Regions from separate parts of the Mus musculus genome. Here regions 2, 3, 4, 5, 6 and 7 are each linked to region 1. The links are chromatin contacts, called in public Hi-C and promoter capture Hi-C maps. All regions are on one chromosome and are shown on one strand. Each heading gives the region's core, a stretch centred on a gene start, on an enhancer-like site or on the middle of the called end of the contact. The rest is flanking DNA. Distances are from core to core; before and after follow the strand shown. Region 1 holds the start of Mtmr3 (myotubularin related protein 3). Region 2 holds the start of Nudcd3 (NudC domain containing 3). Region 3 holds the start of Ogdh (oxoglutarate (alpha-ketoglutarate) dehydrogenase (lipoamide)). Region 4 holds the start of Tmed4 (transmembrane p24 trafficking protein 4). Region 5 holds the start of Limk2 (LIM motif-containing protein kinase 2). Region 6 holds the start of Zmiz2 (zinc finger, MIZ-type containing 2). Region 7 holds the start of Ykt6 (YKT6 v-SNARE homolog (S. cerevisiae)).

Evidence for each region. Promoter capture Hi-C pulls out the DNA fragments that hold promoters and counts their contacts. Hi-C and Micro-C count contacts between places; a contact is called where the count stands out from the background.
Region 2: a contact with region 1 is called in a Hi-C map of B cells, with 7 read pairs. The contact joins the promoter of Nudcd3 here to the promoter of Mtmr3 in region 1. A contact is called at or near these places in 2 of 39 promoter capture datasets (liver and pre-B cells), 1 of 484 Hi-C or Micro-C datasets (B cells) and 2 of 115 datasets of contacts at active chromatin or transcription factors (large pre-B cells and thymic regulatory T cells).
Region 3: a contact with region 1 is called in a promoter capture Hi-C map of pre-B cells, with 6 times the contacts expected there. The contact joins the promoter of Ogdh here to the promoter of Mtmr3 in region 1. A contact is called at or near these places in 2 of 39 promoter capture datasets (liver and pre-B cells), 1 of 115 datasets of contacts at active chromatin or transcription factors (large pre-B cells) and 2 of 9 other capture datasets (liver and macrophages).
Region 4: a Hi-C map of B cells shows a contact between it and region 1, with 5 read pairs. The contact joins the promoter of Tmed4 here to the promoter of Mtmr3 in region 1. A contact is called at or near these places in 1 of 39 promoter capture datasets (cranial neural crest), 1 of 484 Hi-C or Micro-C datasets (B cells), 1 of 115 datasets of contacts at active chromatin or transcription factors (large pre-B cells) and 1 of 9 other capture datasets (liver).
Region 5: a contact with region 1 is called in a promoter capture Hi-C map of liver, with 4 times the contacts expected there. The contact joins the promoter of Limk2 here to the promoter of Mtmr3 in region 1.
Region 6: a contact with region 1 is called in a promoter capture Hi-C map of pre-B cells, with 4 times the contacts expected there. The contact joins the promoter of Zmiz2 here to the promoter of Mtmr3 in region 1. A contact is called at or near these places in 2 of 39 promoter capture datasets (pre-B cells and second pharyngeal arch cranial neural crest), 1 of 115 datasets of contacts at active chromatin or transcription factors (astrocytes) and 1 of 9 other capture datasets (liver).
Region 7: a promoter capture Hi-C map of pre-B cells shows a contact between it and region 1, with 2.9 times the contacts expected there. The contact joins the promoter of Ykt6 here to the promoter of Mtmr3 in region 1. A contact is called at or near these places in 4 of 39 promoter capture datasets (the C10 cell line, liver and pre-B cells).

The regions. Positions count from the first base shown.
Region 1 is chr11:4,593,378-4,596,077 of GRCm38.p6, forward strand. It overlaps Mtmr3 (myotubularin related protein 3), which reads right to left and starts at 1,413. Exons shown (of 19, transcript NM_001373897.1): 1 at 1,226-1,413.
Region 2 is chr11:6,199,145-6,201,844 of GRCm38.p6, forward strand. It overlaps Nudcd3 (NudC domain containing 3), which reads right to left and starts at 1,307. Exons shown (of 6, transcript NM_173748.5): 1 at 799-1,307. The coding sequence starts at 990.
Region 3 is chr11:6,290,167-6,292,866 of GRCm38.p6, forward strand. It overlaps Ogdh (oxoglutarate (alpha-ketoglutarate) dehydrogenase (lipoamide)), which reads left to right and starts at 1,431. Exons shown (of 23, transcript NM_010956.4): 1 at 1,431-1,527. It overlaps Gm46270 (predicted gene, 46270), which reads right to left and starts at 2,097. Exons shown (of 1, transcript NR_168687.1): 1 at 1-2,097.
Region 4 is chr11:6,273,528-6,276,227 of GRCm38.p6, forward strand. It overlaps Tmed4 (transmembrane p24 trafficking protein 4), which reads right to left and starts at 1,310. Exons shown (of 5, transcript NM_134020.1): 1 at 1,147-1,310; 2 at 871-971; 3 at 581-706; 4 at 214-360. The coding sequence starts at 1,306.
Region 5 is chr11:3,407,939-3,410,638 of GRCm38.p6, forward strand. Limk2 (LIM motif-containing protein kinase 2) reads right to left here and starts at 1,300. Exons shown (of 16, transcript NM_010718.4): 1 at 1,108-1,300. The coding sequence starts at 1,123. Gm51879 (a long non-coding RNA gene) reads left to right here. Exons shown (of 2, transcript XR_003949624.1): 1 at 1-1,463; 2 at 1,809-2,700.
Region 6 is chr11:6,393,869-6,396,568 of GRCm38.p6, forward strand. Zmiz2 (zinc finger, MIZ-type containing 2) reads left to right here and starts at 1,257. Exons shown (of 19, transcript NM_028601.3): 1 at 1,257-1,420; 2 at 1,700-1,810; 3 at 1,890-2,004; 4 at 2,364-2,566. The coding sequence starts at 1,761.
Region 7 is chr11:5,954,471-5,957,170 of GRCm38.p6, forward strand. It overlaps Ykt6 (YKT6 v-SNARE homolog (S. cerevisiae)), which reads left to right and starts at 1,288. Exons shown (of 7, transcript NM_019661.4): 1 at 1,288-1,534. The coding sequence starts at 1,431.

The DNA of each region.
Region 1 (2,700 bases), core at 163-2,662:
ATTTGATAAAATGTGTTCTGATGCCTTGTGAACAAATTCATTATGCTGCTCACAGTTACCTAAAAAGTAAAAATGGTAGGGGTGAAATATGTCTTCATAGGCAATCACTCTAACCTTCTAGAAGCTTCCAAATTTAGTTTAATAACATATTGCATAGTGTTTACCCACAACGGTGTCATTCTGTAAACTCTTCTACTCAGTCAAGCATGGAAAAGAAGTCTTTCACTGGCCATCAACGCATGTTATTTGGTTTCCAAGTAAAAAACACAGAAACATTGCAGAATCTCAAAGAAGGCCTCCTTCACATCCCCACAAACAAGATCATTTTGATACAGAACCATCTACCATTCAATCGTAACTTCTGACGGCTCACTGTTCACAAGAGGAACGAGGCTGAGCCTCCACTACAAGAACACATGCACTTTTAATACAAAAAAAAAAAAAAAAAAGACCCTAAATGTCAAAAAGCCAAGTGGATGTCAAGATAGTAAGAAGAATAAAAACGTAAACTTCATTCTGACAATGACTGAACATTAATATCTAACAGAAACCTGTGTGTAAAACTCACAAGTGAGATGATCTGACTCCTGGTGGCCTAACAGAGTGTGCAAACTCTACTTCCAATTTTTGAAATAAGTTTTCTGGCCCCAACAATACCATCTTGGGTCATGAAATGCAATACATCCAGTACAATTTCAACCCAAGAAATAATACTGATCTTTTGCAGAGCTACTTGAGCAGTGTTCCCCGAGCTCCTCCAACCACCCCTGGACCTTCGTTCCCCTTCAAGCACTACCAGGTCAGGAGGATGCCCTGCTGCAGTTAGGCTGAGGCCCGCACAGCTCGCCCGTGGTTTCCAACAGCACGACCTCCGGCCTCTCGCCACTAAGGACTCCCACGGTCTCGACCAGGGCCTCGGGCCACACGCTCACCTCCCGGAGGCCCGGGAGCGTTTTCCAGGGCGCCCCAGCCGCAGCTCCCAACACTCCGAGTGTTACCCACCGCCAGGTTCAGGATGGCCGCCGAGCTCGGCGACCCCGCCTCCCCCGACTCGCCCGACCGGGCCTCGGTGCTCCATTCTGAGAGCTTGCCCCGGGAGGCCGCGGCCAACCCAGCCCTCGGCCCGCCGCCGCCTCCCCGGCCGGTGACAGCCGCCGCACTCGGCCCAGGTCCGCCCCTCCTCCAGCACCTCCTCGCCACCAGAGCCGGAGGGTGGGCTTCTTACCAGGCGGCAGGACATGGCGAGGCCCGCCACCGCAGGGCCTCCTCCGCCACCCCAGGAGGCTGCCAGCCAGGGTCGGCGGGGGCCAGCGCCTGGGCCGCTGGAGCGTCTCCGCCGGCTGCTCCGCCGCCGCCGCCGCCGCTGCCGCCGCCGCCTTCTCACAACCACAACAACATGGCGGCAGCGGCCACACAGAGCGCGCTCCCGAGACCGATCGGAGCTGAGAGCGGGGGCGCGCGCGCACGCTCCGGCGCGCTGTCCGCTGTGGGATGGGGGGCGGGGGGGAAGACTGGCCGTCACGGGATGGGCGAGGGCGGGGCCTGGCTCGTTGGTCACGCCCCAGGATGTGGGCGGGGCTGCAAGTCACCAGACTGTGGCTGCAGAGAAGCGTCAGGAGGAAGAAAAGAAAAATGAGAAGTGAATAAATAAACCGTTACGAATTAAGAAAAAGAAAAACAAGGTTTAGAAAGATTTTTCAGGCTTCTTTTCCAACTTAATGGACCAAGACAGCACTTCAGCTTACTCTACTTTCTATTAAAACTAAGAACAGTAGTGATATTATATCCCCAGCAAGTATAGTCAATATAAAACTAACTTAATACCGTGCATGTAAATATAGTGTGCTATAAGTTATGCCCAGAATACAAGTTCAAACTGCCTCAACGCCAGCTCCTAATAAAAAAAACCTCAGTGCTCAAAGAAAAGCAAGGGGGAAAAGAATCCCTACTTTGACTGGCCTCCAGAAGAGCCCCATAGTCTAACACTGTAATACCTTATTTTAGGTCAGCAGTCCTCGGGGTCTCAAATATCCTGAACCTCAGATATTTACATTATGATTCATGGTAGTAGAAAATTACAGTTATAAATTAGCGAGGAAAGTAAGTTGGGAGTCAGCATACGTGAGGAACTATATTAAAGTCACAGCGTTTAAAGGTTGAGATCTACTGGCTTAGGTCCTAACAAATCCTCAAAGATATTTCACTTCCTTAGATGAATTTTAACATGACCTTGATTTTTTATCAGAAGACAAGTAAATGAAATTTATCCCTGTATTTGTTAAATTGTTTATCTCCCCCCCCCCATTATTTGTTTCTTTGTATTCAACATTATTGCCTCTCTGCCCCCACTGGAGTTTAAGAATAATTAGAAAAAAAGGATGCTGTCTTATTTGTCATTATGTCTCCAGAACCTAAAATTGCACAACACAATAGCCAGACAAATCTCCTAATTATGGAAGAGCAAGTGTTTATATTTATCTAGTTGAATCTTCATAAATGGTCAGGCCTATCTTTATTTTACAAACAAAAAAAAAGTAAAACCCAGAATAAGTTGAATTTAACTTAAACTTCAAACCCAGGCCCAGATAACAACACAAACTGTCCTATTACTCTCTGGGCTACCCACCACATCACAGAATCTCAAGGAAGGTCAAGGAAGGCACTACATCACAGATCAGTTAGCAAAGACTTCCCACCGCC
Region 2 (2,700 bases), core at 57-2,556, 1.6 Mb after region 1:
CCGCAGCTGAGAGTGTTAAATATATTCATTAAATGTTTGCTTATTACTAACTCAACAATGTCAACAATCCCAGCGCGGGAGCGTCGGGAAGGAGGACCATAAGTTCGAAGCCATCCTGATCTACCTGGCAAGTTCCAAGTCAACCAGGGCTACACAGCAAGATCTTGTCTCGAAAGAAAACAGTTTTTAAAAAGGTGTCCAAACAACTTGAGTCAGTCATTAGTAACGCTTCAAAAACAATAAATATAACCTAGGACATATAAATTTTAATCCAAATGTAAATTTCGTAAACATTACAATTGTCCACCAACTTAGTAAGTCACTGGCAAGAGGCCACACCCACCAATCAATACATACCAGTCATTCCTGCCACCTCCGAGCCCGGGAATTCTGAAATCTACTAGTTTCTCCCGCTGTGAAAGTCCTCCTCCTACAGCCTGCACGGTTTGAACCCTGCCTAACAAGCCCCTTGCACCGTTCTGGGGATGCCCACAGGGCGCTGGGAGGCCCTCAAACCCAGGCTGACAGGTCCAACACCTAAGCATCTCCCGCACAAACCCAGCCTGTACCCAAAGAAGCGCATTCCTGCCAACGGATCCGTGGGTCAGATAACGCCTGGCCATTTACTCAAATCACCTGGTGGCACCCCAGAGAGAATCACAAACCCTGAAGGGTGGGCTACGGAGTGGCGCAGTTCCCAGACGTAGGACGCGAGCCGGGGCACCTCTGGCGCTGGGAGGTGGAACTGGGGTAAGGACCTGCTGGACCCCAACGGCCCGCCGCCTCTCTCCACCTCACCTGCAGCACCAGGGCCTGTGCGGCCCCGGGCGGGAAGCCCATGCGGTCCGAAGGGTGGCGCAGCAGGCGGTAGAAGTCGGTCTTGCGGTAGAGAAAGCCGAAGAGCACGCGCAGAAAGTCCTGGACATTGCCCACGTGCTGCAGGATGCCCAACAGGGCCTGGTCATAAAGCTCAGCAGCCCCGGGCTCCATGGCTCTGCTGCCCGAGGGACGCGAACACAGTGGGCACCGCCTCACACCGGCTGATTGGCCACTTCCGGCGTGCGCGCCTAACGGCTCCCCCCGGACAGCGAAGACGCGGAACTTCCGGTCCGCGCTTGTTACTACCGGCGGTAACCGATCGTCGTTCTTGCGGCTCTGCTGGATCTCCTCCGCCGCGACACTTGCCTAAAGGAGATTGGTATGCGCTCAGTACGGTTCCTACATGCAAGAATAACCATGGTCACGATGCGGAGAGCGCTTGCCAACCATGTTTGAAGAGGGCGGAAGCATTGTGGTGACGGCCACTTGACGTAGTCCCTGGAGGTGTCACGTGGTCTGGGAGCCTTTCTTCTTTCTGGATTGAATTCCTGCGTAGGTGTCTGGTGCGCCTTCTTATAATACCACATTTTGTTTGTTAGCGGAGGGAACGGAAAAGGAATATTGTAGAATTGTATGGAATTCCTATTAACAGAGCTATGAGTGAAACTCAGAAGGTTGCACCAGATTTCAAGGTGACTTGAAAGGACAAGAAAAGTGTGAAAAGCTCAGTGAAGGAAAAAAAGAAGTATGATACTGTAAATATGTGTGTGTGCATCCGTATGTATAGCATGTGTGTATACACGTGCCGTTACTAATACGTGCATATAGACATTTTAAGAAAACGTTTATGTAAGGTTGACACACAATCAATCTGTGGTTTATACCTGTAATCCCCGCATCCAAATCATGGCCAACCTGGGCTATAGAGTCAAACCCAGTCTCAGAAGAGGGTTGGGGGGAGACGAAAGACAGACAGATTAGGAACATATGCTAGGTCACAAACCGAAGACAAATGGCTGAGATGCCTAATAAAATATCAAAGCAGACTCTGGCCACCAGTCTCCCTCAGTACCTTCTGGTACAGGATCCTTCTGGCTGGCATACTAATCCTGACCTCTACCCTAAACTTCTCCAGTCCAGAGTCTGAGCTGGCCTTTTCCTCCCCAAGCTTCTCTGATTCCTATGTAACCCAGCCATTTTGGTTATGAGGTCCTTTTTACCCTTTGGCCTCTTGGTCTCCTGGCCTCTTGACTCCAGGTCTCTTCTACCCTCTCCCCTAACCCTTCTCACATGGCCCAGCTCATTCTACAGCCACTTCCACCCTGAATTCTCCCAGATGCCTCTGCTTCTGGCTGTCTGCTCCCTCCTGTCTACAATAAACCTCCTCCACCATACCTAGAAGCCATCATGTCCTCCTTTTTGTTTTTTTTTCATTCAATGTAGCTAAATTGGTAAAGTGTGTGACTAATGTGTCCTGAGTGTTGTATAAACTGTGTAGTAACCCACATGTGTGACTAATGTGTCCTGAATGTTGTATAAACTGTGTAGTAACCCATACCTGTAAACCTAGCACTGGGAAGGTGGCGACAGAACCAGAAATGTTTATTCATCCACATAGCCAGTTCAAGACCAACTTGGGCTCTGCAAGGAGATCCTGACCGGAAAAAAAACAACAACAACAACAAAAAAGATTTTAATGAATTTCATCTCTACTAGACTAACTAACATCTACAAATTAACTTTTTTAAAAGACATTGTCTTACTCTGCAGCCTTGGCTGCCCTGGAACTCGCTGTATAGACCAAACTGTCCTCAAATTCACAGAAATATGCCTGTTTCTGCCTGCCAAGTGCAGAAGTAAAGATATATGCCACCACACAGA
Region 3 (2,700 bases), core at 181-2,680, 1.7 Mb after region 1:
TTGAGTACCTAGGCCACATTTAAGCTGCAATAGCAAGTTCTAACTGTGGGCTGAGGAATCTTGGCTTCTTAGCCCTTAGGCTTCTTAGGACGATATACCCCAGGTCCATGGGAGGACAACTCACGTGTACCATTGCTGATGCTTCTGCCCTTGTACTGTGGCCTATCACTGCTACCAAAGCTTGAAGAGCTTCTGGCATACTTGTGACTACTTGTGACTTCTATTTCAGTAGAGCAAAAGGACTCTCCAGCCAGCTCATCCAGCACTGGTGCCATTTGCCATACATAGCAAGGATAAACTGACAGTCTGTATTGCTGTCCATCAAAAACTACTCTGCTAAAAAAGAGAAACAAGCGGAGAGTTAAAGGCCATGAGCATGAAGCTGGGCATGGGACTTATAGCTATAGTCCTAGCACCTGGTATATGCAGGTAAAAGAAACAGAGCAAGGTCAGCCTACATTATGAAATTGAATCCAGCCTCAGCTACATGCCATTGTCTCAAACAACAACAACAAAAGACATGAGTATGAAATGAACCACTCTCCTTTTTGAGACCTGATCCAACTGTGTAGCCCAGGCTGCCCACAAGAACTCTATGTAGCCCATCTTGACCTCCCAATTGGTCAGTTTTTCTCTGTTCTGAAATTGCAGGTGTGTGCTGCAAAATCTGGCTGAATATTTTTGTTAGTTTTTTATTTTGTTTCCCAAGACAGGGTTTCTCTATGTGGCCCTGAAACTCTCTCTGTAGACCAGGCTGACCTCAAACTCAGAGATGAGCCTGCCTCTGCTTCTGAGTGCTCTGCTTTAAGGTGTGCACTCACACAGCCAGGCTCTGGCTTAACATTTTGACACGGGGAACATTTCATATTAGTGAAGTGTAACAGGTTAACTAGTGGATTTTGTCTGTTTAGAGCAGGCTCTGGAGCCAGGAAGATCCAGGGGGACCCCAGCACAGCTTCCTGTCAGAATACTAGCAGGAACACCCAAGTCGCATGACAACCAAGTCACATTAGACCTCGCTAACTAATCTTCATAAGGACTGCTGCAAAACAAGTGTTCAAAATAGTCACTCATGTTATTCAAATTATTTTGTGCAGGGATACATTTTACCAACCCAACTATTATTTAGGGCAGCTTGTTTTGGATACAAAGCCCGTGGGCCTCAAAGTCGCAGCGCTCCTGCTTCGGCCCGCCAAACGCTTCAATTATCAGACGGCATCCCACGCCCTGAATGTACCAGGTTCTTAACAAGCTTCGGAAGCGTCTCCCGTGTAACTGCTAATGACAGCCGAAAGACAGTGAGCAACAGGCTGGCTTTGGCCAGATGCAAAGTTCTGCATTGGCGCGAAGCCCGAGCGAGCGACTGAAACCCAATTCTGTGACGTCACGTCACGCCCACAGCCTGTCTTGCAGGCCGCTCCTCTGGGGCCGGGCTACGCGTTGACGCCACACGCCGGGGCGGGGCTGAGAGTTTGGAGCCCGGAGTGGTGTCGGCGCTTCACTCGGGTGGAGCTGAACGGGAGACAGGTAACCTTGTGCGGCAGACGGGCTCCGTCCAGGGCTGGGAGGCTCGGCGCTTGACACCCGGAGCTCGCGGCCGAGGGTGAGGCCTATGCGTCCTTGCTTCCGGAGTGCCTGAGTGACGGGCGTGAAGCCGGACAGAGCCGGGCTGGCGGAGGGCGGCGATGGTGGGCGGGGGACGAGACCTGACGGACAGACGTTATAGCCAATGGCGTGGCAGGGTCCTCCAGGCGGGCGGAGATTGGCGGACGCGGACTTGCGCCGGGGGTCGGGGGGCCGAGCGCTATTGGCTCTGGCGGCGGAGCCGCGAAGGTGGCGGGCTAGGGAGTAGGTGGCCTGGCGGCCCGGGAGAGCCCCAAGGTCGCGGCGTGTCACGTGGACCGGTCGCTCCCTCTGGCCCGCGCGCGTTCTTTTGTCCTGCGTGCGCTGACCCCAGCAGGCCGCCGTCCTTGTGTTCGCCGTGCCCGGACACGGCGCTGACCTTGGTGCCTGCGGCAGCCCCACCTGCCGGTATGAGGTAAACCAGGCTGTCGGCCAAGGTGACACTGGTTTCCCTAGAAACACCATCCACGCACCGCTTTCCTCGCGAGAGTGTGTGACAGATGTGAGTTATACCCAGAGTGACTGGGAAGCCTGCTACTGTGCCCTCGCATGAGTTACCAGATCATGTTTCTTTTGCCCACCGAGCAGTGTGCCAGTCTCTGAAGTGACAGGTTCGGCAAGAATCCTCACGTGGATACCATGTAAAGACAGGAGAGCGGAGTGTAGGGCATTTGAGTATCTACACGGTGAAGGAGCAGGGTGAGGTGTGGAAAAGGGATTAAAGGTAATGAGAAGTGACGGGCTAGGTGTTGTGCGCATGCGTAACTCAACTTCCTGACTGTAAGATCAGAAAATGGCGGCGTTAAGCATCATTGGAGGGTGGAGTTTTAGATCCTTGACGTCAAAAGGTCACTCAAGGAACACCTCTACAGGCCCAAGTGGGGTCAGTGGGGTCAACCTGTATTCGATGGAGGTCTCTACGTCCGTAAGTGTTATCTGTATATAGTGAAGCTATTGCGAATGTGCAACTGGTCTTCATCACCCTAAGTAGAAGCGTGTAACTAAAAATAGAAGTAAAAATTTCCCCCAGCTTTTCTGTGGATTTCATTGCCCTTACAGGCCCTACTTGTGTCTGTG
Region 4 (2,700 bases), core at 60-2,559, 1.7 Mb after region 1:
ACTGGAGGTGTGGCTCAATGGTAGAGAGCTTGCCTAACGTCCAACCCTGCCACTGTAGACATATACAGAAATCGAGGAAAGAAAAGCAAACCCAAACCTCACCTATGTAGACTGACTGGTAACTCCCACATTCCCGAGTAGAGAAGTCCCCAGCAGCCACGTTGCACAGTGGGTTTAAAGGTCAAGTACAGCCTCCAAGTTCAAGTCCCTTACCCTCTGATAATCCTGCTCCTTCTGGATCTGTTCCACCTGGTCAAGCAACTGGCGAGCTCGAAGCTGGAGCTCTGTTAACTTATCCTTAGCAGCGATCTCGGGGTAGTTGTTGGCATGCTCTCCAACCTGGATGTCCAAGTGTACACGCTACAAGGAAACAGGACGAAATGACGGGGGTGCCACCCACCGTCTGTTACCGCTATGGAGTCTGATTCTTGTCTCTGGCTGAATGAGGAAGAAGGACATCCAGTTCTAACTGTACCCACTTGCTGCCCCCAGAAAGGCAAAGTTAAAAGAAAAAAGAAAAGACAGCAAGAAATCAACCTTGGTATCAAGTGAGAAACTCTAAGGCTGATGAGCCTCTTACCAGTTTGCCTCCAGCGAAGAGAGCCATTCTGGTGGAGTTGGAGTGAAGACAAATCTGATGGTCACCGGGTGTGTGGGATGTGAACGTGAAACGGCCCTCGGAGCCGTATTGCCGGGACAGTACAACCTGCAAACACGCATCAAGCCCCAATTTTACAACGATCTCTTAAAATGCGGGACCTGGTACCTGGGGACTTTCTCAGGACCACGGCGGTATTTTCCATCCCATAAAGACATTAACGGACAGCTGGCGCCAGCTAGAACCTTTTTAGCGAGGTGGTGGGGGTTTACCTTGCCGTCCGGGTCCTTCACCTCTACATGCATGCCCAGGCCGGGGGTCGACGGCAGGAACACCTCTTTCTGTTTGTCCCACATCTGAGTTCGATAGTTGCCTGCAGAGTAGACACACAGTCACAACCTAGCCCCCAGGAGGTGGCCCCAGGGCACTGTGCAGGGGAGCTGGTGCCCTCAAGGCACCCTCGGGATGGGGTCGAGCTGACAGGGAAGGAGGGGTGCTTCCAAGGGCCAGCTGAAAACAAAGGGCCTCTCCACCCTCAGCCCCCTGACCGATGACCATGGTCTCGTCGGGTATTTCCTCGATGAAGCAGCGCTTCTCAGTCTCGCCGATGTGGAAATAGAGCCCACGGGCACACGCAGCACACACAGTAAGCACCAGCAGCCCAAATCGCACCATCCCCTGCAGCGGTCCGACCCCAACACCTGCCATTGCGCCTCAACCTTGCACATGCGCACACTTGCGCACTGCTCAGCGTTTGCGCACCCGCTTGGAAACGGAACATGCGCCTGCGCAGTGTCGCAGTCCCTCAGCTCCCTTTCGAAACCCGGTCCGCTGTACACCCGACCCCAAGCTTGCATTGTTCTGCGCCCGAGCGTCCCCTAGCGTAAACTAGCCTTACAGAGAGAAAAGGCCGGCCCAATGAAGCTGCCCAGGGCTTCTGTCCCTTGTCTTTAGGCTTGATTGCCCTTGTTAGGCACCTCTCTGCGCCTGTGCTCTGTGTAAGGAGAAGCAAGCGTACTTTTCGGGGAAGGGTGCTAGGCGACTTGAGATGGTTAACCTGAACAGCGTGAGTTCTTCTGGTCCCCAGCACCTGAAGTAAAATAAACCTTTCTTTTGAGCACCCTACAGAAGAGAACACATTGTGTCATTTCACAACTGCAGGACTTATTGAGTCACAATAAATTCAAAGATAGCTTAGTTTACACAGCCTCCTGAGCAGTGTATTATCACACCTGACGCTGCTGGGTGCTGAGGATGGAGCTTCTTGCAAGCTGGCCAAGCACTCTACCAACTGAGCTACCGCCAACTGAAACAGGTTCTTTTATCCAGTTTTAATTACTATCAAGTCATACATTATATATCATATAGTGATTATGTCTATGTGTATGACCTAGCATTGACTGTCAACTTGACACAACAGGGAAGAGGGAACCTCAACTGAGGACTGGCCTCCATTGGACTAGCTTGTGAGCTTGTCTATGGGGCATTTTCTTGGTTGTTAGTTGATAGAGGGCCTAACCCACTATGGGTGGTAGCATCCCTGGGCAGATGGTCCTGGGTCGTATAGTAAAAGTAGCTGAGAAAGCCAGAGGCAAGCCAGAGGCAAGCCAGTAGGCAGCACTTCTCCATAGCTGCTGCTTCAGTTTCTGCCTCCACATTCCTGCCACGGGTTCCTGCCCTGGCTTCTTTCGGTATGGATTGTAACCCAGAAACCAATAAACGCTTTCCTCCCATTCTGCTTTTGGTCGTGGTGTTTATCAGAGCAACAGAAAGCAAGCTAGGACTGTGTGTGTGTGTGTGTGTGTGTGTGTGTGTGTGTGTGTGTGTGTGTGTTAGAGAAGCCTTACAAAAAGGTTTAAAAGGATGCAACATAGTTCAAGGAGTTCAAAGAGGTCTTAATGGGAGGCAGAGGCATAGAGCCAATAGGCACTGTGGTAGTTCTGTTAGATTAACTGAACTAATCACAGAGCTGTTGTTGAAGATTTCAGAGCTGAGAGACATAGAGTTGAACCAAGCAGAAGCAGAACTGAAATGCAGGATCACAGGACCATGAATACGAAGTTCAGGACTAGGTCCAAATGAACCAAGGAAATGAATAGCAG
Region 5 (2,700 bases), core at 50-2,549, 1.2 Mb before region 1:
GTCCAGGTTGACCTAGTTAGTACGCCACACACAGACCAAGCAATTCTCCTGGCTCTGTCTAGTCTGGGATTACAGGTGTGCAATCACCACTACCAGCCAGGAAAAAAAATTAAGGGAAGAGACAGACGAATTTCCGCTCCATGCTTTCCTTCTCCAGAGCATATTATCACCAATAAGGTCTGAAATTCCATGTTCCCGTAGTGAGGAAGTGACCCACTGGCGGCCCGGTCCTTGAATTCAGGATGGAGGAAGTGACTGTCCACCGGCCCAAAGCCAGGAAGTGGAGGCACATATTCAGTCCCTCCCCCACCCCTAAAATTCTCCCTTGGCCTTTCTAGAAAACTTTTGGAAGTCGACCCTGGTAGACCCAGAAACTGAGCCACTCACACCGGTGGCTGGGAATAAGGCGGCAGAAAGTTCATGATGCCGCGGGGCAGGAAGCTGCAAGATGATTCGTGAAGGGATTTACAGGCCCAGCTAAGCCAATTCTGAAATTTCCTTCACTCAACTCTTCCCCTCAAGGTGCGGAGCTATTAATCTGCTGGCATCAGAGACTACGCGAGGACTCAACTAGTCTCTAGGAAGACTTGAAGCTGTTCTCCACAGGAGGCAGAGGTCTTTGAGCCTCAGGAAGAACGGTCGGATGTCTTCCTATCCACATCATAAACTCCACACTCATACTCTATCTCTAGGAACCACTCCTCCCAATCCCAGAGTCCAAAGACACCTTCGAGAACTTTGGGTCTACAGAAAACCTAGAACCCAGGATAACTCGGAATCTCAAGTCCTGAACTCTGGAAGACCCTGTACTTCCCATATTTCAGAATCTCAGGTGCCTCGGCTTCCTTAGCCAGGAGACTTGCCCGGTCTGCAGATCCGAGGATCCACCTCGCGGGAATTCGCCCCACGCGCCGGCCGCAAGGAGCCCTCAGTCTTAGAACGACTGCGCTCGGACTTCCAGAGTCCCAAGACCTTCAAGTCCCGAGGGAACCATTGTGTTCGATCCTCCCCACCCTGCCAGGCTCTCGCTGAGGATTCCGGACCCAAGAAAAACCAGACAGCCAGAAACCCGCGAGCGGCGGGCTGGACGGAATGGGCCCTTCTTACCCGCCAGCGCCGCCATGGTCCAGGGCGCGGACAACACAGGAAGGACCACCCGGCAGCAGCGCCTCAGGTCCGCGCCCGCCTGCGGTCTAGAGAAGAGGCTGTCTCTGCCCCTGCAGCCGGAAGGATGCACCGCCTACGGCGCCCTGGGAGGACCAAACCGCACCTGGCACGGGGACCCGCCCCGGAGCCCCTCCCACTTAGGTTAACGACCCGCCCTGCCCCGTCCCGCCTCCCGCGCGAACTCTGCCGCATCTCTGGCGCCTGCTGGCGACTGGCGACCTCTAGAGGCGTTCGGATTGACCAGGGTGATTCAGTTTAGGCTGGAGGTCGCAACACAGGGGACCCTCGGCGCTCAGGTTAGTCCAGTTGCCCTTCTACACTACTTGAAAATGGCTCTGCTCTTCAGGTGCAGAGCGTGGGTAGGTATCACAGGTCTTTTGACTCCCAGTTTGTAATCAGCAATGTGAACACGAAGAAGCTAAGAGAAACCACTTTTGCGTGTCAAAGGCAATATGGAAATGAGGCTCCCTAGAGCAGATTATGGAGGCCAAATACCTGGGTTCCTGGAATTTTGGGTCCAGGACTCCCACTCCTTATATAAAGTCCCTGGTTGGTCAAGTCTCATAGAAAATGGCGTAAACTTTGTCTATAATCCACGCACAATCTTCATATGCTTTATTTTTTCTTTTGTTTTGCCACAGGGTCTTGAAATGCAGCCAGACTGATATTGAACTTGCCAGCCTCTTGCCTCAGCTTCTTGAGTGCTGAGATATTCTTGTTTTAAATCATCTCTAGATTGTTTATTTAAAAAAAAAAACCAAAATCTAGATGTTCTAACATAGTTATCTTATTCTGTGACTAAAATCAAGAAAGAACCGGACAGTGGTGGCACACGCCTTTAATCCCAGCACTTGGGAGGCAGAGGGAGGTGGATTTCTGAGTTCGAGGCCAGCCTGGACTACAGAGTGAGTTCCAGGACAGCCGGGGCTATACAGAGAAACCGTCTAAAAAAAAAAAAAAAAAAAAAAAAAGACGCAGCACTCTCAGCTCCTTCTCCATCGCCATGTCTACCTGTATTCTGCCATGCTTCTGGCCGGGATGATAGTGAACTAAACTTCTGAACCTGTAAGCCAGCCCCAAATAAATGTTGTCCTTTGTAAGAGTTGCTGTGGTCATAGTGTCTCTTCCCAGCATTAGAACCCTAACTATGACACTCGGTTTTAGACAATTGTTACTTCCCTCCATCAGATTTATGTACATGGGAAAAGAGTCCAGAGGATCAGGAAATGGGTAGGAATGGAGCCCAAGGAAACCAATCCTGCCTCCAACTCTCCCATCAGCTGCCTCTGGCTCTACTACTTAGGTAAACAAAACAGCACAATTCTCTGTCTTCCTGCATGGCCTTTTGTTAACAAAAGTGGCTGCTAGTTAGATGTTTCTTCCGTGGCGCCTTCATATGACCTAGGGTGCACAAGTGCTAGGGAGGGGGCTGTACCTGACTTCCTTCCTGGGAACTCACTTGAGCTGCTGGCTTCCCTCTGAGGAGATATCTGATGCGTAGGGAACACTAGATTATATACTGAATTAGGAAAG
Region 6 (2,700 bases), core at 7-2,506, 1.8 Mb after region 1:
TCTGGGAGTATTTGTGTGGCTATTTTCCCATCTCTTCTCTTTTCCATTAAGTCGTGCTTTTGTCTTGATTCCTGTTCCTATTTCCTGACATCCACATGGTTGTTCCAGACCCCACATGTCAGATCTTGGGAGGAGTTCTTCCCACCAGGTCAGCTGCCAGGATCCAGCAGGAGCAACATAGATGCCAGCCTCTGCTGCCAGTCTGGCACATTCTGTCTCCAGCTGCCTAGGCAGGACCTGGCCTGGGCTAGAATCAAGTGTAGTTGCCTCTGAGGGCCAGGGGACAGAGCCTGTGGATGAGGTGGATGAGGTTTCTCTTCCCTGGTAGCCTGGTGCTGGGTGTGAGAAGGATCTCTGGGAGCCTAAGGCTGCCCAGGCAAGGGCAAGTCACAGTCCCCTTTTCTCTCTTTCTCTTATCCGTTCTGGGGCTTTGTGTGTGTAGCCCTGCCCTGCAGAGCCTCCAGGTCTGTACTGAGCCCTGAGTGGTAAGCACAAAGAAATGTTTGTTCCAGAGCTGAGTGGGTGCTGCGATACCCCTCTCTCCCCTAGACAAGAGGCTTGTGAGTGCTGAGTGGAAGATGGAAATCACCAGATCTGATAATGGTTCAAAAGGTATGTGTGGCAATCACACAGCCCCTACCAAGAGAGGGTTTCAGACAGGAGCACCCAGGCCTTCCCAGAGGTCCCTGAGAAGTGCCCAACACATGGCTTGTGTGCCATTCTGGTGAGACCAAGCAGAGGTAGGCACGCATGTGGTCCAGGGTATATTAGGACCTGAGTGGATGAGGCACTGAGAAAGGCAAGGAGTGGGAGTCTTCTGTACCAGTCGCTGCTCTTACCTGCTGTTGCCTCCCTGTCCACCAGCCACTGCTACGGTTTTCTAAGAATGAAGCCCAGTTGGTCCCATCTTGTAGATGTGCGTTAGCATGGTCTGGCTTTGTGACTACCCCCCACACCTGCTGTGCTGTGTGTGTCACTGCCATGTTGGGAATTCACAAGTGTCACAGATGGGTCTTTGGGGGGGGGCAAGATGTCCACTTGACCATATACTTAAGGTCATATTTGTCTCAGGGGTGTGTGTGTATGTGTGTGTGTGTGTGCACCTACATGCATGCATACATGCACGCACGCGCGCGCGCGCACACACACACACACACACACACACACACACACACACACACGCCTGCTCCCCTCAAGTCGTCTGGATCAGCTTGAAGGTCCTGTGACCTGAAGCCCTTCTGCCACCCTCTTGATAGGAGAGAGCTGCCAACCAGGGGCTGGGTCAGTGCCTGTGTCCTGTGTCAGCCGTGTCGGTACAGCCACCCTAAGGCCAACCTGGTGGATGGACTGCCGTTGTACATCTGCTGCCTGACTTTTCAGCATCTGCCTCAAAGAACACTCAAGCTCTGCTCCTTCTCAGGTCTCTGGGCTCCGCAGGGTGGGGGCTACCCCTCTGACCTTCTCCAGGGCCTGCTGAGGGTTCCTGGCTTCCTATGATTTATATGGGAAAGGGAATGTGGGAAGTATTTGATATCAGAAAGCCCTTTCCAGGGTTGATCCAATGGCTTAAGATGACAGAGCCCTTGTTAGAGTTGCTTTGCACTGCATTCTGGGCTGACATTTGCCAACGCTACTACCCTGGCTTTGTCCGTGCTACCATGAGCATCTAAGCTCCTGCCTTCTCCCTCCTGTCCCGCAGCCGGAGCAGCAACTCCCGGATAAGCTCCAGCACATTGGGCCTGTAGGCTGCTCCATCACCAATGAACCCCATGAACCCCATGAAACCCGCCCTGCCCCCTGCACCACACGGGTGAGTGTGGGCTTCTGTGGCCTGCCTCTAGCAAGCCCTTGGCCTTCTGACCCTGCCTTAACCAGCTGCTCTCTTTTAGTGATGGTTCATTTGCATATGAGTCTGTGCCTTGGCAACAAAGTGCCACTCAGCCAGCTGGGTCACTGTCTGTGGTCACTACTGTGTGGGGAGTTGGCAACGCAACCCAGAGCCAGGTGAGTGTGTATCAGGGCCACCCCACTCCCACCCCCACCCCCCAGCCCTCAGGATCCAGAGTCTTGGTGGTGCCTCTACCATCTTAGGGCTCCAAGAACCAGGGACCAAGCGGACTGTCTGAAGCACAAGGATGGGGCTTCCTGAGGGTCTCAAGTCACTAGGTGCCTTTCTTCTGTACTACCATGGGATGTCTTCCCCTGGCTCCAGAGACCCTTCCAGTCAGAACTATAGACAACCACTCCTGCCACCCAGGTCCTCCCCCATTTGCTGGGCATCTCTTGGCATCTAGCACTTTAGGGCTGTGTCTTAAAGACAGTAGTTTGGCTGGTTCTCTCTGGTGACTCCCACTTCCTTGTAGGTTTTAGGGAACCCCATGGGCCCTGCAGGAAGCCCCCCTGGTGGTTCCATGATGCCTGGTGTGGCAGGTGGCAGCTCTGCCTTGACCTCCCCGCAGTGCCTGGGACAGCAGGCGTTTGCTGAAGGAGGTGCTAGCAAGAGCTACGTACAGCAAGGCGTGTATGGCCGAGGGAGCTACCCTGGGGGATCCAGCTTCACTACTGGGTAAGCCAGTGACTTGAAACCATCAGCCTGTCAGTCCTGCAGAAGGGTTGGATGTTGCCTGCTCCTCCCCTACTGTCTCTAGTAGCTACAGTGGAAGTTCTGTTGAGAATGGAAGAAGTGAGTGGAGGGAGGGG
Region 7 (2,700 bases), core at 38-2,537, 1.4 Mb after region 1:
GAGTAAGTTGTATACATAGTGTTCATCTATTTATGTTACTGTGTGTTAGTGTGCATGCATGCATGCACCAGAGACTTCTCTTATAAGGTCAGGGCAGTCAGTGACTGAAAGCTGGAAATAAAGATATAGTGCTCTTATCTAATCTGTAGACCTTGCTCAGATTTTAGCCTCCCTTTAAAGCTCTGCTTCTAACAGCCTCAAGGGCACCTTCGGCCTCTCATGAGGCTTGCTTCCTCTTTCTTTCTTTCTTTCTTTCTTTCTTTCTTTCTTTCTTTCTTTCTTTCTGTCATTTAACGTAATGGTGCAAATAACCATCGTCGTCATTGTTAAACATCTGCAATGAGCAGGACTTGGAATTTGATAGTTTATCACTTTTACCAACATGTCTACAAAAAAGGTATTTTTTGAGTCCAACAGATTGGGGGGGGGGGGTAACTTTTGCGGTGCGGAAGTACTGGGACCGAATTCAGGCTGGATAACAGCTGGGGAAACGCAGGGGAAAACAATGTCATTTGAAATTGATTAACAAGCTTGGCTTGGGGAGTTCGCATATCTCTAGATGAGACTTCCTGGGACCAAGGGAGGCTGGGTAAAGTCAGAGAAAAGCAGGAAGAGGTGCCAAGAGTGGCTGTAAGGGAGTTTGATAAGCATTTTGCTGTTCACATTGGAAGCCCAAGGTCTGCTTCTTGCTATCAATTTTCTTAATCCACATCTCTTTCTGCAAGGTCACTATCCTGGTAATTTTGTACAACTTTGGATAAAGAGGCTTTCTTCAGAAATGGTTCTCCGTCTGCCGCCTGTGGAGCCATGGTGTCAGTGCAGGTGAATATAGCTGACACCTCTGGCCGCCTGGCTTGTCGAACAAGTGTGTCCAAGCTGAGTGGCCATAGCCAGTGACGTTTCTGATTTTTATTATTGCAAGAGAAAGGATGAAGGGCCTTTCTTTTAGTCGTCTGTACTTGGGACACCCAGGGAAGAGGTTGGGTAGCCTGGTGCTGTTACACATAGAATGCAACAAAAGTATAGAGTGGGGACAGCTACGGGTTGTTTTTCTAGCAGAATGGGGAAAAAAGAGCGATGGTACGGCACAGCACTCCCCACCGGCAGCCAGGGTCCGCGCGACAGCCCGGAAGGGAACCTGCGCCAAGGCACTGCCACGCAGGCGGAGACCGAGCCTCCTGGCGCCGACCCGGGCGGACGCGGGCGCGCCCCGCCGCTTAGCTACCCGTCCGCGCACGCGCGTACCCTGCCTTCGGGCCTCCGAGGAGCGGCTGGAGCAACTCGCCACCGGAACCGGAAGTGGGCCTTACTCTAGGAGGAAGAAGCCGGCCGGGCCCCGTCAGGAGGCGGCCGCCGCTGTTCTGAGGGACTGTGGCCGCGCTCCTGGGAGCGGGTCTGGGGCTCAGCCGGCGGCCCGAAGGTGCGGCGCCATGAAGCTGTACAGCCTTAGTGTCCTTTACAAAGGCGATCCGAAAGCGGTGCTGCTCAAGGCCGCGTACGACGTGTCTTCCTTTAGTTTCTTCCAGAGGTCCAGGTAAGTGGGCCGGGCCCGGGTGGCTGGACCCGGAGTCCAGGGAGTCGAGTCTCTCGAAGGGCGAGCACGGCTTTGGCCTCCCTCGGGCGGCAGGCTGTACCTGAGGAGTCGTTAGCAACCCTGGGAAAGGGCTCTGCCCTACGCGGTATTGCCCAGTTGTAGAAAGATTGGAAGGCCATTGATTACAGACGCGCTGCCAACTGTTCTGATCTGGGATCTCCGGACTCAGAAATAAGTATGTTGACTACGCCTCGCACCCTGTGATTTAACCAGTGTTTGGTGTCTTAACCTTTGTATTTCGTCGTTGCCAGTGGTTCTCACCTTCCTTGCGCTGCGACCCTTTAGTACCGTTTCTCATGTTGAGGGAACCCTCCCACCCCCAACCATAAAATTATTTTCGTGGCTACTTCATAACTGTAATTTTGCTACTGTTATGCATATGTATTTTTGGAGATTGAGGTTTGCCAAAGGGGTTGCAGCCCACAGTTTGTGAAAGTCGCTGGTCAAAGCTCTTTCCAGAAGTTCTGTATGGAGGTGTTTCTTTTATGAGTAAAATCGTTGATTCCTCAAGGATTGGGAGTCAGGGGTCAAACTCATTCTTTTTAGTGTTTGGGCCTTGATTATCAGGAAGGGTCCACACTGGTAGCTAGGCAGGAACCACTGGATTTGTATTGCTTGTAGGCATGTAAAGGATTGTGGGGTGCTTTAATTGTAAGCTGCACAGATACCCAGTCTTGTGGGAGTGACTCAGACACAAAAGGAAAAGGGCCCAACAGGGTAGGACCTGTGGTCATCTTGACTCAACGTCTGGGGAAATCTGCTTGTTCAGGTTGTGTCTCAGCTTTTGATGGTTCTAATGACTTCATATAAGTGGGATATATAGTAGTTGGCTTTTTGTGTCCCACTGATTTTACTAAGCAGAATGACCCCAAGGTTGACCTATGTTTCTGCAGATACCAAATTTTTCTCCCCTTTAAAATATATACAGTATTGAGTTTTATGTAAACACTATGTTTTGTTTATGTATCCATCCGCTGATGGACATGAGTTGCTGTGGATTATAGTTATGTGAATAGTGTTTGCCAAGGGGTTGGAAGGTAGCTTGAGTGGAGAAATAGTTCATTCAGGAGACTGCTTGCTGCATGAGGGGCCTGGGTTTGATCCCA